Linked DNA regions of Zea mays: region 1 is linked to region 2. A link is a contact called in public Hi-C data. All regions are on one chromosome and are shown on one strand. The core of a region is the stretch at or near the end of the contact, and the rest is flanking DNA. Distances in the headings are between cores, read along the strand shown. Region 1 holds the start of LOC100304210. Region 2 has its middle 8.7 kb from the start of LOC100275748.

The links. A called contact is a pair of places that touch in the nucleus more often than the background predicts.
Region 1: a Hi-C map of tassel shows a contact between it and region 2, with 4 times the contacts expected there. The contact joins the promoter of LOC100304210 here to the enhancer-like site in region 2. A contact is called at or near these places in 3 of 25 Hi-C or Micro-C datasets (ear, endosperm and tassel).

The regions. Positions count from the first base shown.
Region 1 is chr1:236,389,259-236,394,200 of Zm-B73-REFERENCE-NAM-5.0, forward strand. LOC100304210 reads right to left here and starts at 2,640. Exons shown (of 4, transcript NM_001165660.1): 1 at 2,419-2,640; 2 at 1,172-2,304. The coding sequence starts at 2,233.
Region 2 is chr1:235,870,634-235,875,902 of Zm-B73-REFERENCE-NAM-5.0, forward strand. It overlaps the pseudogene LOC103645353. Among protein-coding and RNA genes, the nearest start is that of LOC100275748, 8.7 kb to the left of the region's middle. Within about 2 kb of position 2,513, at least 18 of the 20 cell types and tissues checked have an H3K27ac peak or open chromatin away from gene starts, as enhancers often do. A contact at or near this core is called in ear, endosperm and tassel, where this site is marked.

The DNA.
Region 1 (4,942 bases), core at 1,390-3,889, 520 kb after region 2:
AATGTGCTAGGGTAAGGACAGACGAAGAACAGCAGGTTGCGAATTGGGTAAACTAATGCTATATCGATATTATTGTTGGTGCCTGGATTTCTCTCAATGTACGGATGTACAATGCTATGCTGCAGTTAAAGATCAGCTACCAATCTTATAAGGGCAATGATCATATAGGCAAATGTAAGGTATTGCCATTAACTTGGAAAAAAAGGACCAACTGATTCAGGCAGGAGTCCAGGACCGAGAGACCTATATATAAATGGATGTTTTGTTAGAAATATGTGAATGTTAATCAGTTCACTCCCCACATTTCAATTTTAGCTAGACACATATAAAGCAGATCGCGTCTGTGAGGAAGGATTGGTAAGTGTCTCAAACAAAACCTCCAATGTTCCCTAATGCCTCCTGATGCTAACAAAACGATGTTTACCAGCTTCCAAATTGTGCGGAAACAGACACACAAAAACACTATGTAGCTGAAAGACGCTGCAAACTGAATCTGTCACCTATGATGGTAGGATACATGGAGATGGAAAACAATGTTGTAGAAGGTGACAACACTGATCTCAGTGACCATTGACCAGAAGAGACTGACAAAACAAACTAAAAATTTGAAAACTATACATTCAGAAGAGAAAGTAACTGAATCAAACAGATGGTATAGTTCATTGTTGTTATATAGGTAAAGTAGTAAAATTGTGTTTTCTAACCTGTTCTTTATGGTTAAGAACTGTAGAAAACTTGTCCCCATACTAGTCTAACACAGCTAGAGATGTGGATTTTCGCCCATCTAAGCATCTCCCAATAATTCTTAAGATGTCCAATTTCATAATTTTAAGCATGTCCCAATAATTCCTCAGATGCCCAATTTCATAATTGATTTTTTTGTCTAGTAATATAAAGGCTTCCAGATGCTTCAGGTGGGCTACAAACAGTTGAGCACTATACACTATGTGTTGTCCGCGCTAGCCAGTTCACCCAAAAGCTGTACAAAACACCGTTTTTGCACTATAGACCGCATTGTTCACAAAGGTAAGTTTGAAATGGGAGATGGAATGGGAGATACCATAGGTAAGCTAAAAAATAACACTTCGACAGAAGTAAGTTAAAAATAACACGCATCAGCTCACAATGCAGTATTGCATACAAGTATTGGAAACATGTGATCAAGCAAAACCTGAAGAAGCCTCCACGGTGAATTTGGCCATCTGATTGGGTCAGCAACCTGAGCAGAAGCTATCGTCCCCATAAACCAACTGATCCTTGACGAATCCTCTGTCTCAAATGCCATCTTGAACCTCATCCCCGGGCACCACTGGTTCCTCATCGCGTTCTGTACCGATGCAGCCTTCACAACAAACTCCGGTGTGCTAGCTCTCGGGTAGTACACAACTTCAAATGGTTGTCCGCTCGCTGCTAGACTTGCGGCGTTGACAACATCCGTGATCTTCACCTTCCCCCTACCTCTCATGTACCCACCATGACTCTTCATCATCTTACCCTCCTCATCCTTCAAGAATGCCGACAAGGCCCCATACCCCGGGGCGTTCCACCCAGACATGCACTCCATGCCACCACAGGACACCCGCTTGACACGCCGTATCCCGACGCACAGCTCGCCATGCTCAGTGCGCAGGAAGACGATGGAGTCCCCGGCGACGAGCTTCTTCTGGTTGACGAACGTGCTCCATCCCGTGGTGAGCAAATGCCGGCGCGGCGTGCCCCGGTAAATGTGGCGGAACTTCCAGACCTCCCCGTGCACGTCCTTGGCAAGCACCGTCTGCACCGGCGGGTCGGCCCGGTAGTCGAGCTTGGGGAAGATGGTCTCGGCGCAGTAGCGCGGCACCGAGAAGCCGCCACCGTTGTTGGCGTCGGACTGCGTCAGCGTCTTGGCGAAGGAAGAAAGCTTCTCCCGGGCGTCCGCGGGGTCGACGCTGAACTCATCGGGCTCTCGGAACTCCACCTCGCCGGGCGCGACCGGCACCAGGCGGATCTTGGCGAAGACCTCGTCGGTCTCCGGATCGGCCAGGAAGCGCACCCCGGTGACGCTGCAGAGCACGAGCGACGGGAGCGCTCGCGCCCCGGCGAGGTCCGCGGCCCCGCCGCCATGCGCGTGCTCCGCGTGACCCTGCGGGAAGTAGTAGACACGGGAGCGCACGGGCGGCATCTGCACCATGCCGCCAGCGCACGCGTGCCACAGCTGCGGGTCAAGGCACCTTTCCTCGGCCACCTCCTTCATGGCCTACTCCTCCTCCTCTTCGTCGTCTTCCTCCACCGCTACCAAATGCGGTCACTGTCCAGCAGAGCAACCTGCCACGTTCCCCGTTATTCACACGAATCCAAGTACCAAACCACCCTACGCAACCCACGAAACGAAACGAAAAGCAAGCAATTGGAACGGAACGGCGACAGCAGCAGCGATACCTCCTCCGTGAACGCCCATGTGTTCCAACTGGCAGATCATGGGGCGGCGGAACCGCTACTCCGGGAGAGACGTTGGCACCGGGCAAAGCAGAGCAGAAACCTACATCAGGGCCGGCATCGGCCGAGGCAACGATTCTCTCCGAGAACACCCCAAGCCTGCTTCGGTTGCTCGAGCCCAGGAGACGAAATCTAGACGGCGGCGAGGTGGGGAGAAGTTGACGGTGGTGGCGCGCGCTGCTACAGCGGCACACACAGTGGGTTGGAATTATGAGGTGGGAGGCCTCGGACACCTCTCCTTGTTGCGTGGGGGATCTTTAACAATTTGTCATCGATAAGATGGACACCTTTTGGTTAGCTAGTTTTAACACATACACTATATAATATAATTTCTTAAAAAATAACTGGTATATAAATTTTTATCAACTTATCGATCTTTCAAATCTCTAGAGCTAATTATTAGTTAACTAACAAGAAATTAACTAAATTAGTTGGGATGTTTTAAACCTGTTGGGACTATGCTTCGTCGCCGAAGGTCTTGTAGGAAGAAGCGGTTTTCGGCTGAAGCTGTTTGTATGGGATGGCCGAAGGTTCCTCCTCATGAAGCTTCGGTATTACAAACCGACTTAAAGATAGAATGACCTTTTAGTCCATAAGGGTCTGAGTCAATGTTGTAAACTTTTATGAGGGGCATAATTGTAATTCTTCACAGACTGTGTCCTGTGTCTATAAATAGTAAACAGTATTCCTTTACTGTTCACGGATTCTGATAATTGCAATCGCATCATTCGGGAACCAATCTTTGCCAAGGCAGAGGTATAACTGTATTCAATGATTCAATATATTATAATATAATTCGTTTATGATTCATTTACCTTCGATACCCTTTATTTTATGTTATCTTATACAATCTATTAAAATTCAATTACGAAGACTTAACCTTCGTAATCATATTCTCATTAACCTTTGTCCAAGGTTCATTATCCTCAAGGGAATAATGCTTCATGGACGAAGGACGTTAACATTTAACATTTTATGTTGCCTTGTTCTTAATTCATAGCATTTGAGAACAAGTCCCCAACATTGGCGCCCACCTCCGGTGAACTCACTTCCACTTTTTTGAGCTGATGGCTTCGTTCAACGATCAAGCTGGAGCTGCTTCGGCTCCGAAGCTGCTACTCCCAATAACAGGCGGTTCATGTTCAGAGCCAGCCAACAAGAAGCAGAAGAAGGAAGCACAGAGAAGGGTACAGCATGTTGGGGTGCAAGGACCCTTCATCAAGTCAAGATGGTCTCACATTCTTATTACCTTCTCCCAAGAGGACCTTCAACTCAAGGATTACCCACACAACGATGCCATGGTTATCTCTTGTGTTATCAAAGGATTTCTGGTCCACAATGTCTTGGTTGATACAGGCAGTGCAGCTGATATCATATTTGCTAAGGCCTTTAGGCAAATGCAAGAGCCAGAAGATAAGATTAATGATGCTACACACCCTCTCTGTGGCTTCGGAGGAAGACAGATTGTAGCACTGGGCAAGATCACCATGCCAGTGACCTTCGGATTCATCAACAACACTAGAACTGAGCAAGTTGTGTTTGACATTGTTGACATGGAGTACCCTTACAATGCAATTATTGGTCGTGGCACCCTCAATGCTTTCGAAGCAATTCTTCATCCTGCTTATCTTTGCATGAAGATACCTTCGGATCAAGGACCCATCGCTATTCATGGAAGTCAGGAAGCTGCCAGAAGGGCCGAAGGAAACTGGACTGACTCAAAAGCAATCCATAACATAGATGGAGCTGAAGCTTGTGAACAGTACAAATTCAGAAGGGAGAAAGCAGCTTCAGCAGATCAGCCGAAGCCCATGCTATTATGTGAGGACATAGCAGAGCAGAAGGTGCTGTTGGGCTCTCAATTATCCGAAGAACAGGAGAAAACCTTGATAAGGTTTTTGTTCAACAACAAAGATGTTTTTGCATGGTCAGCCAATGATCTCTGCGGAGTTAATAGGGATGTTATTGAACACTCTCTCAATGTTGACCCATCCTTCAGAACCAGAAAGCAGAGGCTTCGGAAAATGTCTGATGATAAGGCCGAAGGTGCTCGTAATGAAGTCAAAAGACTCCTCAGCGCAGGAGTTATCAGAGAAGTAAAGTACCCAGAATGGCTAGCTAATACTGTTATGGTAAAAAAGGCCAATGGCAAATGGCGAATGTGTATCGATTTTACAGATCTTAACAAGGCTTGTCCGAAAGATGAATTCACATTGCCAAGGATAGACTCCTTAGTTGATGCAGCAGCTTCGTCAGAACTTATGAGTCTTCTCGATTGTTATTCAGGCTATCATCAAATTTGGATGAAGAAGGAGGATGAGCCCAAAACCAGTTTCATAACCCCTAGTGGAACATATTGTTACCTTCGGATGACTGAGGGGCTCAAGAATGCTGGAGGAAGTTTCAGTAGAATGACTGCGAAGGTTCTCCAGTCTCAGATAGGTAGAAATGTGCTAACTTATGTTGA
Region 2 (5,269 bases), core at 1,263-3,762:
ATTCAATGTGATAGCCACTAAACTTTAGTTGGGTGGAACCAAACACTTCCCTAAAGTTCTTCACTTTATCAAACAGGATGGACATGAAGAACAAGGATGTCACATTCATGATTTAGGCTATATATACTCATATGCTCTAAGTTTCTACCAAAAAAAATATTTTGGCCTTGTCATCAAAATTATTTACTCTATACTACAATCCTACGTAGTCATGTTTACTCTAAATCTCAACTCTATACCAACCACCATATATTATATTATTTTTTCAATCCTATTTCATCTCACACTCAACTGCATCATGCTGTTGTATTGCTATGCAGGTGGGCCTCCCTTGTTTGTAGTAGGCCGGGTATACACTCTAAAAAATAAAAATAACGTTGGTGGTGGTCTCCCTTAGTTTATAGTTGTTGAATGAGTACATGGTTGCACCGTTGCAGTAACTTTCTACTGCATATTCCACTCTATCTGCGGTGCTGTATGCGATAGCGCTGCTCACTATGAACAACCTAATTTATAAGTATTTTAAGATTTGACACTCTTATCATAATGATATGTGATGCTACTGTGAGTCAGTTAGATCAGGATATCAAATCTTGAGAGGCTTGGGAATACAAATTTCAAATTTTCTCGTAAGAGAGAGATGGAACTTTGTCTATGGCTAATATGCTAGACAATTGGCATTGTCCACAGGGTGCAGAATGTTGTCGGAATCTTGTCTTTGTTTATCTGTGTTCGAGCAATCATATCCGTTGAGGCATGACTTTTGTATGATTACCTTTTCTTGTTGGAGGGAGTATGGATACAGAAAAGGTGGTGAAGAAATGGGTCTCCGCTACAGCGCTGCTGCTACGGTTTGTATTTCCATTTCCCTCTCGCTAGGAGATGGATATAAGGGCATGCACACTCTTGAACCTTTGAATCGGTTTTTCAAATATAAGATAAAGCTAAAAAAACTGTTTAATACAATCTTAAGTCTTAGATCATAAATACAGTCAAAACATAATATTTATAGAGACCTATCATTTAATTAAGTTGTGCATGCCTAAGGTCTGAAATCAGAATAATTTTTTTCCTCGACGGTATCTTGGATACATATTTCATTAGAAAGAGGTAGAAACATATTACATTACTAAAATACAAGTTTTGAGTATAAGGTCAGGCGAGGTAATCCAAGGATTATCATAAGATACCAAGAAAAACAGAAACGGCGAGACAGAGCAGGGGAACCATCGGCTATGACACCCAATAGCGTTCTTATGAAGAAATCAACCCGGTGGTGGCAAAACATCCATCCAAGGAGATAACACGGTCATCCACTAATAACTGTAGCAAAATATCAACCAGAGGGCAGCTCTGCAGTCTGCACAACCCATGGAGATCAAAGCATCCGCCACATGATGACAGGAACACGATCTTGGTTGCAAAGCATCCACCCAGAGAAAAGACCAATGACGATCAAGTATCCATTAAAAGAGATATAGCCAGTAGACTCTAAATTTTACACTACAAAAATAGAATTTAAGGATCATATCATTAAGATCATACTCTATTTCTATTTATTTTTGAACTAAAATTAATTAAGAACCAAAATGAATCTTCTAACAACTCAAATGGATATTGAAGAAATATTTCAATCATGATTCACTATCACCCCTAGTTGTAGGAGCGGCAAAACATTCGCCACAAAAGTTAAAAGACAAACTATTTTTTCTCTTTCGCCTCCTTAGCTTCAATGCTGCATAATAAATTTTATTTACTTGGTGCTTTTGATTAATGTTGTGGAAACCATCTTACAGGGTATTTGGATCCCCAGACTAAAGTTTAGTTACTCCGGATTTTGGATGACAGTTAGGATGACTAAACATGTGCTAGTTACAAAACTAATTACATAAGCCATGGCTAATTCGCGATATGAATCTATTAAATCTAACTAATCCATGATTAGCCTATATTTTGCTAAAAAAATGTGCTACCAATTAATTAATTAGGCTTAATAGATTCTCCTCGTAAATTAGCCATGCAATTAGACTTATAGCTAGAGCATGTTTAGTCCTTCTAATTGGCATCTAAAACGCGCACCACCTTAGCCATCCTCCTACTAGGACTGCCATTTGTGCTTGTCACCTCCAAGTCTTGACTTCCAAGAGTCTGAAGTAATGGTGCATTAGCGTAGAACACGATCCAAGATGGGGGAAAGGCTGTGAACTGCAACTTTTAAGGTGGACAGGAGGTGATCATTGTGCTTTATCGGAGCACGTTGTCTCCGAACGGATGGATGCTCTTGGTCTTGGCTCTAGGCATTACTGGTAATCGCCGCAAGATCCAAGAACTCCGACCTTTCGCTATCCAGCCTCCAAAAGAGCCCAGCGCCTCGAGAGCGCATGCCCGCATGGAAGTGCTCGTGGCCGAGCGTGGCGAATTGGCGATGGCCGCCCCGGTGAGAGACCCTACCCAGAAGGTCCACTGCGCACGAAATGATCAGCTGCCGCACCTGGCCCCACTCCGCCAGCGTGAGGGAGACCGGAGCTTTGGGTTGGTTGGGCCGGACCGGGCCGGGGTCCGTTTCTTTTCCCGGACAAATATCCAAATGCCGATGTGGGACGAAGCAAGCATAGGCAAACCGATACAGAAATCGGCCCGTGAGGTTAAAAGAAGGGGGAAAAAAGGACAATCAGCCCATGGAGTCAGTGTTGCACGTTAGGAAATCAGCGCAAGGGCGCAAGCACACGAGACGAAAGGGTTAAGCTCGCTCTGTCTGTCGAGCGATCATCGTCATTGTCAGGCTTCTTATATGCACTAGTTACACATAGGGATGGGCGGATGGCAATGGGTCGGGTTCGGATCTGGTAGGAAAAATACTCACCCGCGATCATACCCGCGGAGATTACTCATGCCCGCCCGTAACTATACCCGCGGGTAAAATTTTATGCCCGTGCTCATACCCATCGGGTATCGGGCGGGTATCGGGTACCCGTCGGATATAAAAAGATTTGCTAACACTTATCATAACTGATAAAAAAATAATTATCAAAATAATCGCATGCACATGTTTCCTAAGAAGTTTGTCGTTAAACATGAATTCATGATTAAAATTTAGTTCCTCATGAATTTAGTACGTGGTGAGTCAAGTGGTGCGGTGGTGCCTATGTATCAATAACTGTATTAACTGCTATTATGCAGCAGCAACAGTGCTTCTTGTGCATGCTACACTTATGGGCCATTTCAGAGCTCTCCTCACTGCTCACTACTCACAATTGCGGATGAACTAGGCCAGTACCTGCGCCAAGGGACAACAGCCCAGCACTCAGTGTCGCCGTGGGCTAATGAGATAGGTCATTGGGCTGATTTTTTTGGTGGGCTAAAAAGTTGTATCACAAATTTCGGATATCCACCGGGTACCCGCGGGCAAGAGATAAAACCCGTACCCGACCCGATTTTATCACGGGTCGGATACGGATAAGACCCGCGGGTCAAATTACGTACCCGAATCCGAACCCGATGGGTCGGATATCCATCGGATATCCGAACCCGCGGGTAAAATTGCCATCCCTAGTTACACACCCGTGCGTTACAACGACATATCTCTACTACTAATTATGTTAGTAGTGTAGGCGTCCAACACCTCTTGGCGCACGATCTGCCGCCCACCGCATCCTGCAGCCGCCCCGCATATGCCCCAGACGCGCATCCCGCAGCCGCGCCGCATACGCCCGCGCATCCCGTAGCCGCGCCGCAGCCGCTCCTTCCATCCTCCACCCTCCTTCCATCCTTCCGTCATTTGAAGGTGGGAGATCTCTGGGCGACAAGTTTCCTTCCACGGCGAATATCCCTGTTGTCAACAGTGCACCCATCCATCTCCACTTCCACCGCCGCCGAGAGACCCTAACCCCACCCATCCACCGCCATGTGGCGCCGCCTCCACACCCTAGCCCCCGCCTTGTGCAGGGCTACCGCTGTCGCCGCCGGGGCCCCTGCGGCATCCGCCTCCTCTGTAGCCGCGCCGCCCCGCTCTCCTCGGCGGCCACTGCTTTCCGTCGCACCATCCCGCTCCTCTCAGGTAAGGATCTCACATCCCCGGATCTCGATTCCCTGGCGTCGTCCAGCGCTGATCGAGTGTCGGTGGTCGTTTGGGTGTGTTGCAGGGGACAAGCCGGCGAGTGTGGAGGACGTCATGCCCATCGCCACGGGGCTCGAGCGAGAGGAGCTGGAGGCCGAGCTCAAGGTGAGATGGCCCGGTCTTTGTTCGAGAGGGAGGAGCTGGATCCCCTCCTCAATGTTGTAAACAGTGTGACAAGGAGGACGAACCGGCGGCAGTGGCAGAAGCCAGTCTCGGGCCACGATGGCGTCGAGCGCTGGCGACACATCATCGTCGCTGGTGAAGATCGGGTCCTACATGTGTGCTGTCAAGATCTACCTCAAGAGCCTAGACATCCAACTGGAGAAACAGCTAGCCAAGACATGGAGAAGCACAAGGGGTCATACAACCAGGGACCGAGGGAGGACTGGGAGATCGACCTCGCCAAGCTTCTATCAACCAAAAGAAAATCATGCTCTTCAACAGATAGTAGAACATCCTATTTGAAATGAGTTTGTGAATAAGTGGTAAGGCGTATCACTTTTAGTTTCTTTTCTTATTTGTCGTCATCTAAATTGACCATGGTGGCCAAAGATGATCGAGGAGGGGATGCAACATCGCTTCGCAGGCGCACGACGATCGCGGGTGGTTCATGTCTTCATGATCTTCACCGATGCACCGTGCTACACATTGCTCCATCCTCTCCTCACCTGTGAAGATATGCAGCAAAATGCAAAGGTGTGTCAAACCCATTTTTCATTTTCTCATCAATTATACCTATAATACTTTCATGTACTTCCATTCTTGTCAGTACTATATTCAGCCAAAAGAATAAAATAACTCAGCAGACATTTTTATTAACTTCAGTCGGAAGAAACACAAATGTGTAGTTTTGTGGCATTATCAATTGTGCTTGACAGTTTGATCACTTATTGATGAGTACATTGTTATTACAGCCTGACTGCAAAAGGATATGAACTCGTCTCCAATGGGATTGACAACCATTTAGTTTCGGTGAATCTCAAGAATAAGGTAAGATAAAGTGTGTTTCACATTCCTTGTTTTGTTATTTCTTTATACATATTCACAAATTGTGTGCTTGCTTTGTCTTCTATAGGAAGCGAAAGGGTACTGGAGCTAGATTAATGGGAACAACCATTTTAGCAATGGTAAATTGCATTGATGAATTCCCTG